Regions from separate parts of the Mus musculus genome. Here all the other regions are linked to region 1. The links are chromatin contacts, called in public promoter capture Hi-C maps. All regions are on one chromosome and are shown on one strand. Each heading gives the region's core, a stretch centred on a gene start, on an enhancer-like site or on the middle of the called end of the contact. The rest is flanking DNA. Distances are from core to core; before and after follow the strand shown.

Region 1 (4,441 bases), core at 1,086-3,585:
CACACATCACCCTGGAGGAGCCACCTGTAGCTCTCATGTACCTGGAAGAGACCAACAGGAAGGCAAAGTTGATGTTAACAGACAGGCCAGACGTGATGCTCCCTGGGAGACTAGCCCTGCAGCACTATTTGAGGATGAATTGCTTATTCCCTGGTAACATTAAAAGGCAGGGGTTATTTGATTGTCATTCAGTGAAGAAACAGGCAAGGGGAGCACGGCCAATGACGGGGTCAAAGCTACCCTCCAATACAGTGGATGATTATCTCCCAGAGCTGGGGCCACCAAATGAAGCCTTGGACAGGGAGGCAGAGGCAGTAGCATTGTGAAGATGGGGGCTTGAAGGGGGTGGGGCAACACATCTCTCTGTGTTAGGGAGAACACAGAGAGAATTTCAAAGACGTTGCCATATGTCTGTCTTTGGCTTTGGGGGAAGCTGATCTTTAGAAGTTCCTCACTCCCATTTGTTGATCCTAAATGTCTTCAAAACCTGCCAGCATGTATCCTCTTAGCACCTGCTGGGATCTAATGCTACAGTCTTCTTACAAACATAATATCTTTTCCATATTAAAAAAAAAATCCTCAAAATGGTTTCCTTTTCTGGCTCTTTTTTTTTTGGCATTTATAGAAACTTTTGGGGAGAAAATATCTTTTCTATTGTTATCACCAGCACTAAATATTTGAAAAAAAATCAGCATTATAGCTCCATAAAGTATTTTTTGAAAAGAAACTTTAACAAAAAAAATCACATTATCATCTCTAGGCAGATGTTCTCCATTCGTGGTGAGAGGTTTAGAAAGGCACCTTTTATACAACCCAAGTTGCCATAGGTATCTTTTGAAAGTGGCCAAATAAGGAATATATCTTTTTTTTGCATTCCCATTATTTTATATAATCATAAAATCATTGCAGCTGTGACTCAAAAAAATATATTTAAGTGACAGCTGAGAGACAGTGTGACAAAATGCCCAGCGGTAAATAATGTTTATACACACATGGAAACAGAAATAATCATTTTATTGAAAAAAATGATCAGTCTGATAAATCAGTCTTTGATCCTGTGTCAGCAAGGTGAAGCCTAAAGGCCTTCATGTTCAAAGATCTTAGAAAGGAGCTGACCCCCCACCCCCTCTTACCATCAGTGCTTCCCTGTTCCTCTCAGGCATTCTGGAATCTAAATAGTCCATTGATTTTGTCCTGTACTGTATTTGGTTAAGATCCTTACCGTTGTCAAACACAAAAGCACGCGCGCGCGAGCGTGTGTGTATGTGTGTGTGTGTGTGTGGCCAATCTTTCTGAATTGTTATCAGAATACTTTAATATCTGATCTGGAACTTTATGTACAAGAAAGTTTCAGAGCTCAGAACTCCATCTCTTTTCCAGGTCAGAAAGTTGAGAGATGGAGGCGATTTCTAGATTGGCAGAGTGTACGCATAGTAAATCACATATCCGCCTATTGAGACAGCAGCAGTTACACTTTAGGGAGACAGTTTTGAGCAGGGTAGCATAATGGGCACCTCAGTCCCAGTAGTTTTGCATCTAGGCAATAGTCTCTACCTGGAGGCTGCTTCACTAGGGTGAAGCACGAGGAATGCGGAAGGCCAGGAAAGAATACAAAATCACAGGCTTAAGGTTCTACAACTCCAACAGCCTGGACTGAGCTCTCTTGAGGCAGTTTTTGAAGTCGTGGGTGTGGGGGGAGGCAGTTGTAGTTTTCAAGGTGAATTCACACACACACACACACACACACACACACACACACACACACACACTGCTAGAAGTTACAGCTCAGGCTAGCACATTTCTCAGTGGAATAAGGTATTGGCTGCTTTTGCTGTCACTCAGCTGGCTCCAAACAAGCGAACATTAAATCCCTCATTTGTGGGGCATGTGAATTGTTTTGGAGTTGTCAAAGCTAAAATGGGTTTTTGAGAAAAGCAAAGGGGTTCAGCTTAGGATGCTGTGCTAAGACATGGTTGTTTCAGAATCCACAACTGCCGGGACTGGGAATCAGCCAGGGAGGGTCTCTACGACCAGTAGGGTCCCCACTCCCATCTCCAAAAATCCATCAGCACCGCGCCCATATGCGGGGACTTACCACCATGAAGAGCTGACCTCAGGGGTGAGCCAGGTCAAGAGCAGAGGGAGCCAGAGCCAGATTCCACCGAGAGGGACGTTCATATTAACCCCCTTGCGTCTACATCAGGTCAGACTCCGTGTGCGGGCGCCATGCGTGCCCGGAGCAGAAGCGCTCAGCTCCGGGAGCGCCTCGTCACGGCTGCCGGCGCCTCTGCGCCCCCGCCCCCCCGCCGCTCGCGTCTGCGGCTAGTGGTGAGACTCACTGATAAAGTTTCAAAAGACGAGCCCAGCGAGCGATAAAGGGCAGCCCGGGGCCGCCTCGCCCACAGCCAATTCCCCAAGCACTGCGAGCGCAGGCAGCCCCGAGCTCTGCTTGCCTCCCGCGCACCCTGTCCTTTCCGTTCCCCTCCAGGCGCAGCTAAAGAAGGGGGCGCCTACGCCGGGCGGGGGCGTAGGGGGCACTGGGTTTTATTGAGGAGTGGAAGAAACGATGGCAAGAGCTATCTCCGGGTGAGGAGGGGCAGAGGAGGTGAACAAACCTCGGAGTGGCCCGGAGCAACATAGAGGCAAAAGCACCTTTTGGGAAGTTCCTAGCCAATGATACACAGTATGTTAGGGCCACCACCAGAACCTAGGCTCCACTTTGTCAAGGCTAAGAGTTTCTGCTAAACTGAGGTTCGAGCAAGATCGTGTGTAAGGGATGGGAGGGGTGAGGAGATAATTGCCCATAGGATAAAAGAAAACAAAAATGATTTCCAACTCATTGCTTTGAGCACTGGGAGATAGATACTCATGGGAATTGGGACCTGCCATGTCTGACCACCCAGTGTCTGACCAGGTTGAGAAGGAAAGCCTAGGCCCCGAAAATGAAGACCTATGGCCCCGATCCTGTGTGCCATACATGAAGGGAGTAGGGGAGAGGGGCTGGGACCCAGGAGATCTCAAGCAACAGTTTCAGTCTAAGCGCCCTTGGGAAGATGTGGCTTTTACGCACACACAGCTCCTCCTTATGCTGTTGAGGGAGTGCAATAGATGACAGAGGGGCTCCTAGGCAGCCAGGTATCTATCTGCTCCCTGGCTTGGACTGCATCTCTCCAGGCAGGGTGTCCAACCTGTGCGTCTGGCTGAAGTACAGTGAAAATACAGTGACGCGGGACCTCGGACCTGGGTCCCTACAGAGTAGAGATGGGGCTTGGGCCCAAGGGTGGAGCATCTTGAACAGCAACTGGCTTGAAGCCTTGTGGTTTATCACCGGAAAGGACAGACCAGGAACTTACAGCGACCTTGAACTGTTCCATTGCTCTTTTCCTGGGGCGGGGGCCCCACCGCCACCACCACTACCCAGGAGCGTGCCCGGGGGAATGGGGAGTATGAAGGGGTTGTATGGTCATTGTATATCGAGCAGGCACGCGGATAGGAAGGATAACGGTACTCCCCACCCCATCCGCATCTTCCACCTCTTGGGCCAGGATTCGCCAGAACGTCAGCTATGGCCCAGCACCGAGCAAGCAAGCGGTGAGAGGCTGGACGAGGCACAGCCCACAGATGCCAAAAACCTGAAAGATGCTGTCATCGCCACCCCCTTCCCCCTCTCTGTCCATGGCAGGTCCGGCCCCTCCCAGGCTGACCCAGATACATCCCCTTTTGGGTCCGGAAAGGGAGGAGAGGGAAACAAGCACCGCGCCACCCACGACTCGGGAAGAGCAGGGCTCCGCGCCAGAGCTGCTCCATATCACTGGGCTGCGACCCAGGGGAAGTTCTGCTTCGTCTTCGCTGGGCGAGGGAGGGGGTGAGCTAGGCTCTGAGAAGGAGCGCGCGCTGACTGGGGAGGGCCGGGATCGCTCCCAACAGCATTACCTCCTGCACCTCAATTTATGGTCACCAGCTTCTTCCCGAAGGAAGCAGAGGAAAGAGCTAAAATTTATCTTCACCCGCTGCCGCCATTCTAAGTTTGTTGAAGTCCTGAAGTTTCACTTCTAGCAGTAACTGAAACCAGGCACTAGATGCGATTTTAGGGGAAGGTAGACAGGTTACAGGCTTCAACCGTGGACAATGAAAACTTTGAAACTCCAGCTCACAAGTCCCACCCGTTCCAGCACGTCCTGTCCTCACAGCTCAAGGGCTGTTAGAAACACATAGAGTGTGACCATAGTTTAGGATCCCTTCCTCTCCGCCCAGGGAATTATATGGCCAGGAGACCTGCCCTTCCGTGGATGGTGAGGCCAATGGAATGACCTAAACCTGAAACAGGCCTCCTAGAAAAGGGATGGACCATTCTTAGAGCCAATTAAATCCTCCCCAAAGAGCTTCACGAGGAAGCGCCACATGCCTTGCTGAGTACAGATCAGTTTTGGTCAAAGGCAAA
Region 2 (4,504 bases), core at 362-2,861, 750 kb before region 1:
TTTACCTCTCCATGGCCTGTCTCCACTGCTTGAAAACTCAGCAGTTATTTGCAATAGGTCTTTCAATTGTCCTAAGGAGGACAATGGAAATGTGAAGGTATCTGGAAGACTTGGAAGGGATGAAGCCCCAGGGTTAGATGTCTGGCCACCACCCTGACTGCAGCCATGCTTTTTCTTCTTCTTGAGAAAGACCTTACAACTTTGAGGAAATGTAAGCTTTACAAAAAGATTAAATGGATCTAAACTGTCTCTTCCAAACCCTGGAAATCAACATGAAGGCCTCCCCTTCAAACTCCTGCCATCGGGCGTAGCATCTAGACCCTATCTGATTCTCAGAAAGTCCGAATGAATGCAGGATGGTGAAGTGCTGAGAAAACAGTGAGTGTAAGGCCTATACCACCCCTTCGAATTAAAAAGGATTTAAATAAAACCAGGAAGGAAAAGTATAATCAGGGGGAGGGGGAAGCTTGAGTAACGGGACTCGGTGAGGGGGCGAGAGAAGAAGCCTCCAGGACGTGGGATTCAACCCTGCGCCATTCTGCATTACTGACATGATGACCCACACACTGCAGTGGAAGAAGATACACTCCCTATTCAACTATGACATTTAGAGTTTTGCCTTCCAAATATGTTCTCCGATCAGTTCCCAGGTTGTTTAGTTGGTTGTTTTGTAACTTGTATTACTCCCCAAATAGCCTTTCCTTTTCCAAAGAAACCTTCAAATCCATTTCCTACAAGGGATTTGATTTGTGCAGCAGGCTCTAAAGCCGGCTGTCCAGAGCAATGCCCATTCTTTGGTACTATAGTTTGGGGTCTGGGCAAACTGAAAGCATCATTCCATATCTATACTCACCAAGTTCCTATTTCGCGCAGGCAAAGTTTTAGGTTACCAGATGGCAAACTCTTTATGCCAACTCCTCCCTACTGAAGCTCTTGAGAGAATGGTCAGCGGGCTTATCCATGTACCATGATGTAGTTATATGCTTGTTTATGCTGCTCCTACGATGGCATTACAGACCTGTCTGCACGGCATTAGTTCCTGCAGTCTTTGAACAAAATCCTGATTTAAGGGAAAATCCAAAGTTAGTTGTAGTTTGGAGGCAGAAGAGCAGACCTATCCTTGGGGTATGATGGCAACAAACTCCTATAACAACTTACATAACCAACTCTGGGGAAACAAAAACAAAACGAAAGGGCTGCTGCAGTCCATTATCTATCAACAAGGTACGCCTTAGCCTCACGATTCAGCTACAATGCTTGCTGTGAGTTGGGGACCAAGTAAAAGTTAGGAATTAACATCTCATTCTCTCAGGATAGCTCTGAGGAGCAGGTGCCACAACTCTAATCCAACCAGTAGATGCATGTAGACTTCCCTAATGCTTGCCCCCTAGCACCTCCAGACCTTCTTCCAGTACACACACCTCCCTGACCAATCTGTCTGCCTTTAAGCATCCCTGTTCGGACTGCAAGCCAAGTGGCCCGGGAGGTCTGCTTTGCCCGGCTTCACCAAGCCAGGAGATGACTCATCGAGCCGGTTCCCCGGGCTCCTTGGGGCTTTGGCAAACAACTGGAGAGGTGCCCTCCCTCCCCGCAGGCCCGGCGGGGCGGGGCGGGGTTCGGCCAGCCAAGGCTGGGAGCGGGAACCGGCAGCGGGAAGCGGCCGCCGCCCGGGCAGCCCGAGGCTAGGCAGGGCGAAGCCAGGCGGGGCGGGGCTGAGCGCCACGGGAAGGGGAGGCAGGGCTGCCTAGGGACCGAACGACCGAGCCACTCTTGCAACGCCAGCCACGATGGGGCTGGAGACCGAGAAGGCCGATGTGCAGCTCTTCATGGCCGATGACGCCTACAGCCACCACAGTGGCGTTGACTACGCAGATCCTGAGAAGTATGTTGACTCGAGTCACGACCGGGATCCTCACCAGCTCAACTCTCATCTCAAGGTGAGTTTCAGGCTGGGCTATCACTCATCTAGGCTGGAGGCTGCTAAGGGTCCCTTGTATGCTGCAGGAGGATGACTCTTGACCTTCTCCCCAACAGTGGGGGTTGGTCCCATTGCTAATGCTGGTTCCATTGGCACTCTGCCCTGGTCCCACAGCCTTCAGGCTCCCTGAACAGCCACACAGTGTCCAACTCCTGTGTGCCCAGTGTCACTCTAAGAAAAGCTGAAGATACTCTAGCCAGGTCGCCTTTCCTTCGGACTTCCCCTTCTTAGAGTGCTTCTGCCACCACACCCCCCACCCCCACCAACTTCGTTCCCTCCCCACCCCGACCCTATCCCCGACAGGTTGGATGACGTCATGAGTCCTTGCATCTTGTCTCTGCAGCTAGGCTTCGAGGATCTGATTGCAGAGCCTGAGACTACACACTCCTTTGACAAAGTGTGGATCTGCAGCCATGCTCTCTTTGAAATCAGCAAATATGTGATGTACAAGTTCCTGACCGTATTTCTGGCCATCCCCTTGGCCTTCATTGCGGGTATCCTGTTTGCTACCCTCAGCTGTCTGCACATCTGGTGAGAGGGGACACATGGGTTGATTCTGAAGCTTACAGAAGTTTTTGCCACCTGCTCTCTGCTCTTCCTATTTCCCAGGGCCCATTTGCAGAGAAAACGCTTACATTAGTTCCCAAGGGTAACAAGACCTGAGAAATCTTGAAGGGCAGTGTGCTTTCTTTAGAATAATAGTCCCGGCTGAGAGTTTAAACAGAAGGAAGCAAGGGCCTCTTTCCTGGGTGTGATTTTTCCTTCCATGCAGAAGGCTGAGCTGAGTGTGGAGGTGGGGGCTGGAAGGCCACTTCCTGTCATAGGCTGCTCTCTCCAGGGCCTGTTGTGACTCGTGCCTGTGGTTCTGGGCAGGTCCTTTCCTCCTTTCATTGACTTTTATTCAGTCACCATCTGTGCTTGGGCAAAACAAACGTTGATCTCAGAGAAAACAGCGCTTACATTCTGACCCTTGGAGAAGGGCAGACTTTAGTAAAACAGTGCTATGAACTGAGCCACTCAAGTCTTGCTATTGGTAAATGGCAGCCATGAACCCAGGGGAGACAGGAGTGTTTACAATGATTGGGTTGAACATCTACCACGAACAAATAAAATGTTAAGCTATGAAACAAGGGGATAGGCCATTACATTATTGTTTCACTTATGAAGCACACACACACACACAAATGCCATCTAGTTACAAGAAAAAGAAATATGGAAACCAATCGAATGTTGGGATGTCTGTAAAGTTATTCACGTTCAAGATGCATCATAAGCTTTTTTAAGCACTCAAACTTGTCTTAAGGGAACTAGCCCACTCCTCCAAGAAATGTTTTTTGTGTTAAAGGTTACCCACTTCATTCAAAGAATCATCCCCAATGTCACAATAGTTTTCACGCTGGTACCTCAAGGTGGTCCTGGTGACACGTGTGACCCTAGATACCACCGTTTAGTTTTTCACATCATGGGGCATTGCCACATCCCAGGGCAGTCTCAGTGTTCAAAGAGTTATCCAACTTACTCCTTCTTTCAGTCTCGAGGTACACTTTGCTGTGTTAGCTCACTAGTTCTGCACACCAAGCCTATTAGGTGCTCAGTGTTGCTGGGTGAGAACACAAGCCTTTCTTCAGCTTGCCCATCACCAGGGAGGGGGATTTAGAAACAAACCCAAATGGTGAGAAAGCATGGTGAGCAAGCAATGGAGGAGCTGGGAAACAAGGGTAACTTTGTGAGGGAAAGGAATCTGAAGACCAAAAGAAGTCTTTTGGAAGATAAATATAAATTCAGATGACGAAAGGATAAACAAAGAATACCAATTCAGTCGCTTGAGGCTCTAAGCAGTCATCTTGAAAGGGCCAAAAGATTGCCAGAGAAGTGGAACTCTTTGCTTTCGTGTGTATGCAGGCCCACACAAGCATGTGTATGGTTATCTCATATGGGACATTCGCACATAGGTGATTTTTTTTACATGCCTAAATCAACATATAAAACTGTACATTCCAGCCGGGCTGTGGTGGCACATGCCTTTAATCCCAGCACTTGAGAGGTAGAGGCAAGCGGATTTCTGAGTTTGAGGCCAGCCTGGTCTACAAAGTGAGCTCCAGGACAGCCAGAGCTATACAGAGAAACCCTGTCTCATAAACCAAAAAACAAAACAAACAAAAAACAAAAACAAAAACAGCAACAACAAAATACAAAAAAAAACCTGTACATTCCAAATTTACTAAAATTGCCAACCGAATGACTAAATCTGTTATTTTTACTTTCAAAAACAGGAAAAGATAAAGGACCCATAACATACTGCAGCATGCTAGCTTTGATGCTCTCTGTTTATTGAGAACACTAGGTCTTCTCACAGCTTTGGGGGAAGAATTGACAAAAGATACGTTCTCATTTGCTAAATAGTGGAAAGATATCAACAGTACGACAATGTGCTAAATGTTGACTCCACCTGTCTTCCCTGGGAGTGGGAGGAGCTTTGTGTCTGGCTTCCACTGGTGAATCATCATACCACTTCCCTTTTAGAGA
Region 3 (4,778 bases), core at 582-3,081, 840 kb after region 1:
AGCTCATGTCTCTAGCTGCATATGTATCAGAAGATGGCCTAGTTGGCCATCATTGGGAAGAGAGGCCCCTTGGTCTAGCAAACTTTATATGCCCCAGTACAGGGGAACACCAGGGCCATGAAATGTGAGTGAGTGTGTAGGGGAGGCGGACGGGCGGAGGGTATAGGGGACTTTTGGGATAGCGTTTGAAATGTAATTGAAGAAAATATTTAATAAGAAATTTTTAAAAATTTAAAAAATTACTTAGTTAATTAAATTAAAAAAAAGAAAGAAAGAAACTCAAATCTAGGTGTAGTGGGGATTTTGGTTTCTTTAAAAACACACAAATGTTGTTTTTATCTTAATATGAGGCTGCCTCAGATTGTCCACAGCATGCATGATTCATCTCTGACAGGGGTCTGATTTTGAAAGGTGAAGATAGTTTATATTTGGAATTCTGGGAACCCTTGAGAGGGTATATCAAGTGTCCCAAGAGAGGTGGCAGCTGCTGATGCCCTTGCTGTTGCTGTTGCTGCTGTTTGGGTGCTGTTGATTGCTGCTTATTTCATAGAAGGAATTTATTTGCCTCAAGGAACTTGATACCCTAATCACCAGGAAGTAGTCTCATGATGCCAACACCCCATTTCCAGTCTAGTATTCTTTCTCTCCTGCCTAGTGTTGTGGGGTTGGAAAGGGATATGGATTAGGGTGGTAGAAAGGGGGAATCTATAAAGTAGCCAAAAGTCTTTTGTTTTTTTATGTGACATATCCTAACACATATTTATCCTAATCAGAATTAGTGATCAGAGAAGTAAACTTGTAAGACATAAGGAAGTCAGGGGAGATTTTACTTAAGCAATGTTATCAGGTAGGCTACAGTGTCTAGGGCACATAGAATGATACTGGCTTTTGATAGTAATGTGGACATATAACCTACATGAAAAAAATGGCAAGATGGGTTTTTTGTTTGTTTGTTATTGCTTTGGATAAGATGCAGGTAATTAGGTAGGTTTATTTGACTCGTGTAGAATTTCTCTACTGTGATTCTCAAACAATTATGAAGCAAAGTCATTAGCCAAGGGGCATTGAAGAGAAATGATGTAACAGGGGAGAGGAAAGGGACAACAGTTGGGGTAGGAAACTAGTTAAGTGTTGATGGACAGAGTAGCAGTCTTCTTAAAGGTCATGTTCTTGAACTGAAAAGGAAAACCGACGGCATGGTGGTTCCCTTTAGTCCTATTCAGAGTCTCAGAGTAGATAAAACAGGTTAGAGTTTACTAGGGCTTAGGTTTAAAGGACATAAGCAGAACAGGCACATTTACTGACTACATTTACATGGAAGGGATTTTAATGAGTGGAATTCAGTCTGGTTAAGTAGAACACAGAGCATACAGGGAAAGGTGGACAAGGGCAGGGAAAAGCAATAGAGTTAATGAGCCTTAGATACATTGAGCTCAGTCGTCAACGGACTTTTAATTTTTTAAGTAGACAAGTTAAGGTGGAACATGAGGGGCATGTTTACAAAGTGTGCTTAAAATTGAGATCATCCAGAGATGATAGGTATAACAAGCTATAGCACGTGACCATGCAAGCGGAGACAACACCACGGGCAGAAATCCACCTTCTTCAACCCACATTGATTTGGTTAAATTAACAAGCGATTTCATCCATCCTTGAAGGAAAATGGGCTATACACTAATAGGTTTCTATCCAAGGCTCAGGATTTAACGGCAAGATTGTGTATGTGGCCATAATACCAAAATCAATCAAATATGAAAATCCAGTTCCGCTAACTGGATCACAATCAAGGCTGCAGCTGCGCAGTAGAAGCTCTGCACAGTTTCTAGGCAACAGATATAGCTGCTTTGGTCCCTGGCTATAGCCAGGCAAAGATTCTTGTCAGCACACAAGTCTAGATTTGGTCAGATCGAGAGGCAATTGTGAACAAGGTGGTTGCGGCAGAGGACCCGGGCTGTTGGTTAGGATTCCCAGGAACATCTTACTTAGAGATCTTACCATGAAGAAGTTCTTCCCCTTCAGGGGAAAGAGGAAGACAGATGATTCCCACAGCCACTCCTCAGAAGTGCCCATTAGCCTGGCCAAAACCGCACCGCCCAGCCTGTCCATAGGTGGAGGATATCACCTTCGAGATAAGCACTTAAAGAAACTTCATAAAGCTGCTACCATTGGCAATGAGCAGAAGCTGAAGGATTACCTTGAACGCAAGAAATACAATGTGAATGGGCGGGACAAAAGAAGCAGGTGACCGGAACCTAGGGTCTAGAGAGGAACTGGGGAGGACAAGCTGGGGCAGCTGGCTGTTCCAACTATAGAGAAAGCATGTCAGGGCTGTAGAACCTGGGTGTCATTCTGTGGTTTCCTGAACAGCATCACTGTCTTTGGCATAGGGTCACACATAGGTTTTGGCTCCTTAACTTGCGCATGTTTGCTTGGCTCACTGTTTTCTCTTACATTGGCTCTTTTGCTTCTTGGTATGCGTTGTGCCCCACGGGAGGGTGTATGTGTGTGAGGAAAGGCTATCATCAAGAAGGAAATTACAAAGTCTCTAAGACCTGGAAATACCAAAATAAATAACATCGTTTTGTTTAAAGAAATTTGATAACTTTACATAATGTAACAAACTTCCTTGGGCAGACAATGGTTGCCTTTCTTCTTTTGTGTTACACATTCGGGTTTTTTTTTTTTTTTCTTTTTTTTTTTTTTTTTTTTTTTTTCTTTTCTCTGAGACAGAGTTTTTCTGTGTAGCCCTGGCCGTCCTGGAACTCACTCTGTAGACCAGGCTGGCCTCGAACTCAGAAATCCACCTGCCTCTGCCTCCCAAGGGCTGGGATTAAAGGAGTGCGCCGCCACCATCACCCGGCACACATTCGTGATTTGGCTGAGACCAGAAGCGGGCACTAGATCCCCTGGTCCTGGAGTTCGTGAATAATGTAGCAAGCTTATTTATTTTATCACACATTTCACATACTGCCTGGTTTACATAGTTGTTACATATATTTGCAACATTGGAAATGACAATACCACTTGATGGGCAGAGAAATACACAACAGGGAGAAAGATGCCTTTGACATTGCCCTTTGTATTAGTTAGGGATGTTTCTTAAGTTTTGGAGAGCAATCTGAATTGTGTTAGGGTATCTTATTTTATCATCTATTCTGAAGTCCAGATACCATTTGTTTTTCTTTCTTTCTTTCTTTCTTTCTTTCTTTCTTTCTTTCTTTCTTTCTTTCTTTCTTTCTTTCTTTCTTTCTTTTAAATCAGGAAGAAAAAAAATCTTTTAATTTAATAGAGCTAATTTTCTTTAAAATGATATTTAATTTTCAAGACATTTGTTTAGCTTTTAAAATTCATTAAAATCAATTATAGGTAGCATAATTTTTATTAAATATAAGCGAAGACATAAAACAGATATATTGATATTTAATCTTATTGTTCATGGGTATAATAAATAATTGAGATGTATCTCTAACTTCATGTTTTATTGTATCAATATAGAACACCTTTGCATTTGGCCTGTGCTAATGGATATACAAATATTGTCTCTCTCTTAATTGAGAATCAATGCAAAATTAATGTCCAGGATAGTGAAAACAGAACCCCATTGATTAAGGTGTGTTCCATTTTTCTTCTTTTTAAGTGGAGTGTATTTGAACACTTATTCTAGTGAAATTTCATGTTTTAAGTTGTAACAATAAATGTTCATTCATGTACCTGAAATAGGAAGTTGTCCACTCATTTATTCTTGTTCCACTAGCAGGCAGTAGAGTGTCAACAGGAGAGTTGTGCTACGGTTCTTCTTCTTCATGGTGCAGATCCAAATCTGGTAGATGTTTATAGTAATACGGCTCTCCATTATGCTGTTTGTGGCCAAAATATTTCATTAGCCAATAAATTGCTTCAATATAAAGCCAATCTTGAAGCCAAAAATAAGGTAAGTATCTATGAAAGGAAATATTCATTTCAGAAATTTGTAGAGTATTAATTGCAGATAATTCAGATAGCAGAAGCATATACTTTAATGTAATGAATTTGCCAAACTGAATTGAAAGAATAGGTTATCAAAATCCGATAATTTCCTTCTTTTAAAAGTCTTTGCACTTCATTTTAGACCTTTCATTGTAGACCTTAATCCTGATGTACAAAGAAATGTTTCTATCGTGATAATTTTATAGCCATATTACATAAGAATGTTTGGGTTCTTTACAAATTAGTATTAACATAAAATAATAAACCTCATCTGTTAAATGGTTATTACTGCATAATAGTGATAAAGTTGAATTGAAAATCAGTCATTATGCTAAAAGTAGCCTAATTCTCCCTTTGAACTTTAGTGGATGTAACTGAAAAATAATTTTTAGAAAAGCACTTTGTCACTTCATTTCAGTGATCTTTGTGTATATGATATTTTTGGAGATCATTAAATAAAACTATAGAAACAATTATACATAATTGTATATGTATTTGAGATAATGGGATACAAAACATATAAATGATATTCATAACTGGATCACTTTATACCTATGATTTGCATTAAGCTTTGAATACAAATTATCTCTTAAAAATCTAGCAGCCCGACCTTAATTTGTTTGTTGGTATTTAAAGTCAGATATTTTTAGGTATTAAAATCCTTTAAAAATTAAAGTATGCATTCAAGAGTTTCTTATAAACATACTTAAAAATTGTACTTAAATCTAAAATCCACAATTAAAAATTATTTAAGTAATTATTTTGAAATACTATTTACAGGACGGTCACACTCCGCTTTTACTTGCTGTTGC

What was found. Promoter capture Hi-C pulls out the DNA fragments that hold promoters and counts their contacts.
Region 2: a contact with region 1 is called in a promoter capture Hi-C map of hippocampal neurons, with 2.3 times the contacts expected there. The contact joins the promoter of Cav2 here to the promoter of Wnt2 in region 1.
Region 3: a promoter capture Hi-C map of hippocampal neurons shows a contact between it and region 1, with 4 times the contacts expected there. The contact joins the promoter of Ankrd7 here to the promoter of Wnt2 in region 1. A contact is called at or near these places in 4 of 39 promoter capture datasets (the 3T3-L1 cell line, cranial neural crest, embryonic stem cells and 1 more).

The regions. Positions count from the first base shown.
Region 1 is chr6:18,028,110-18,032,550 of GRCm38.p6, forward strand. It overlaps Wnt2 (wingless-type MMTV integration site family, member 2), which reads right to left and starts at 2,336. Exons shown (of 5, transcript NM_023653.5): 1 at 2,096-2,336; 2 at 1-41. The coding sequence starts at 2,178.
Region 2 is chr6:17,279,574-17,284,077 of GRCm38.p6, forward strand. It overlaps Cav2 (caveolin 2), which reads left to right and starts at 1,612. Exons shown (of 3, transcript NM_016900.4): 1 at 1,612-1,937; 2 at 2,322-2,509. The coding sequence starts at 1,788.
Region 3 is chr6:18,864,487-18,869,264 of GRCm38.p6, forward strand. Ankrd7 (ankyrin repeat domain 7) reads left to right here and starts at 1,832. Exons shown (of 6, transcript NM_029202.2): 1 at 1,832-2,241; 2 at 3,496-3,610; 3 at 3,758-3,931; 4 at 4,747-4,778. The coding sequence starts at 1,997.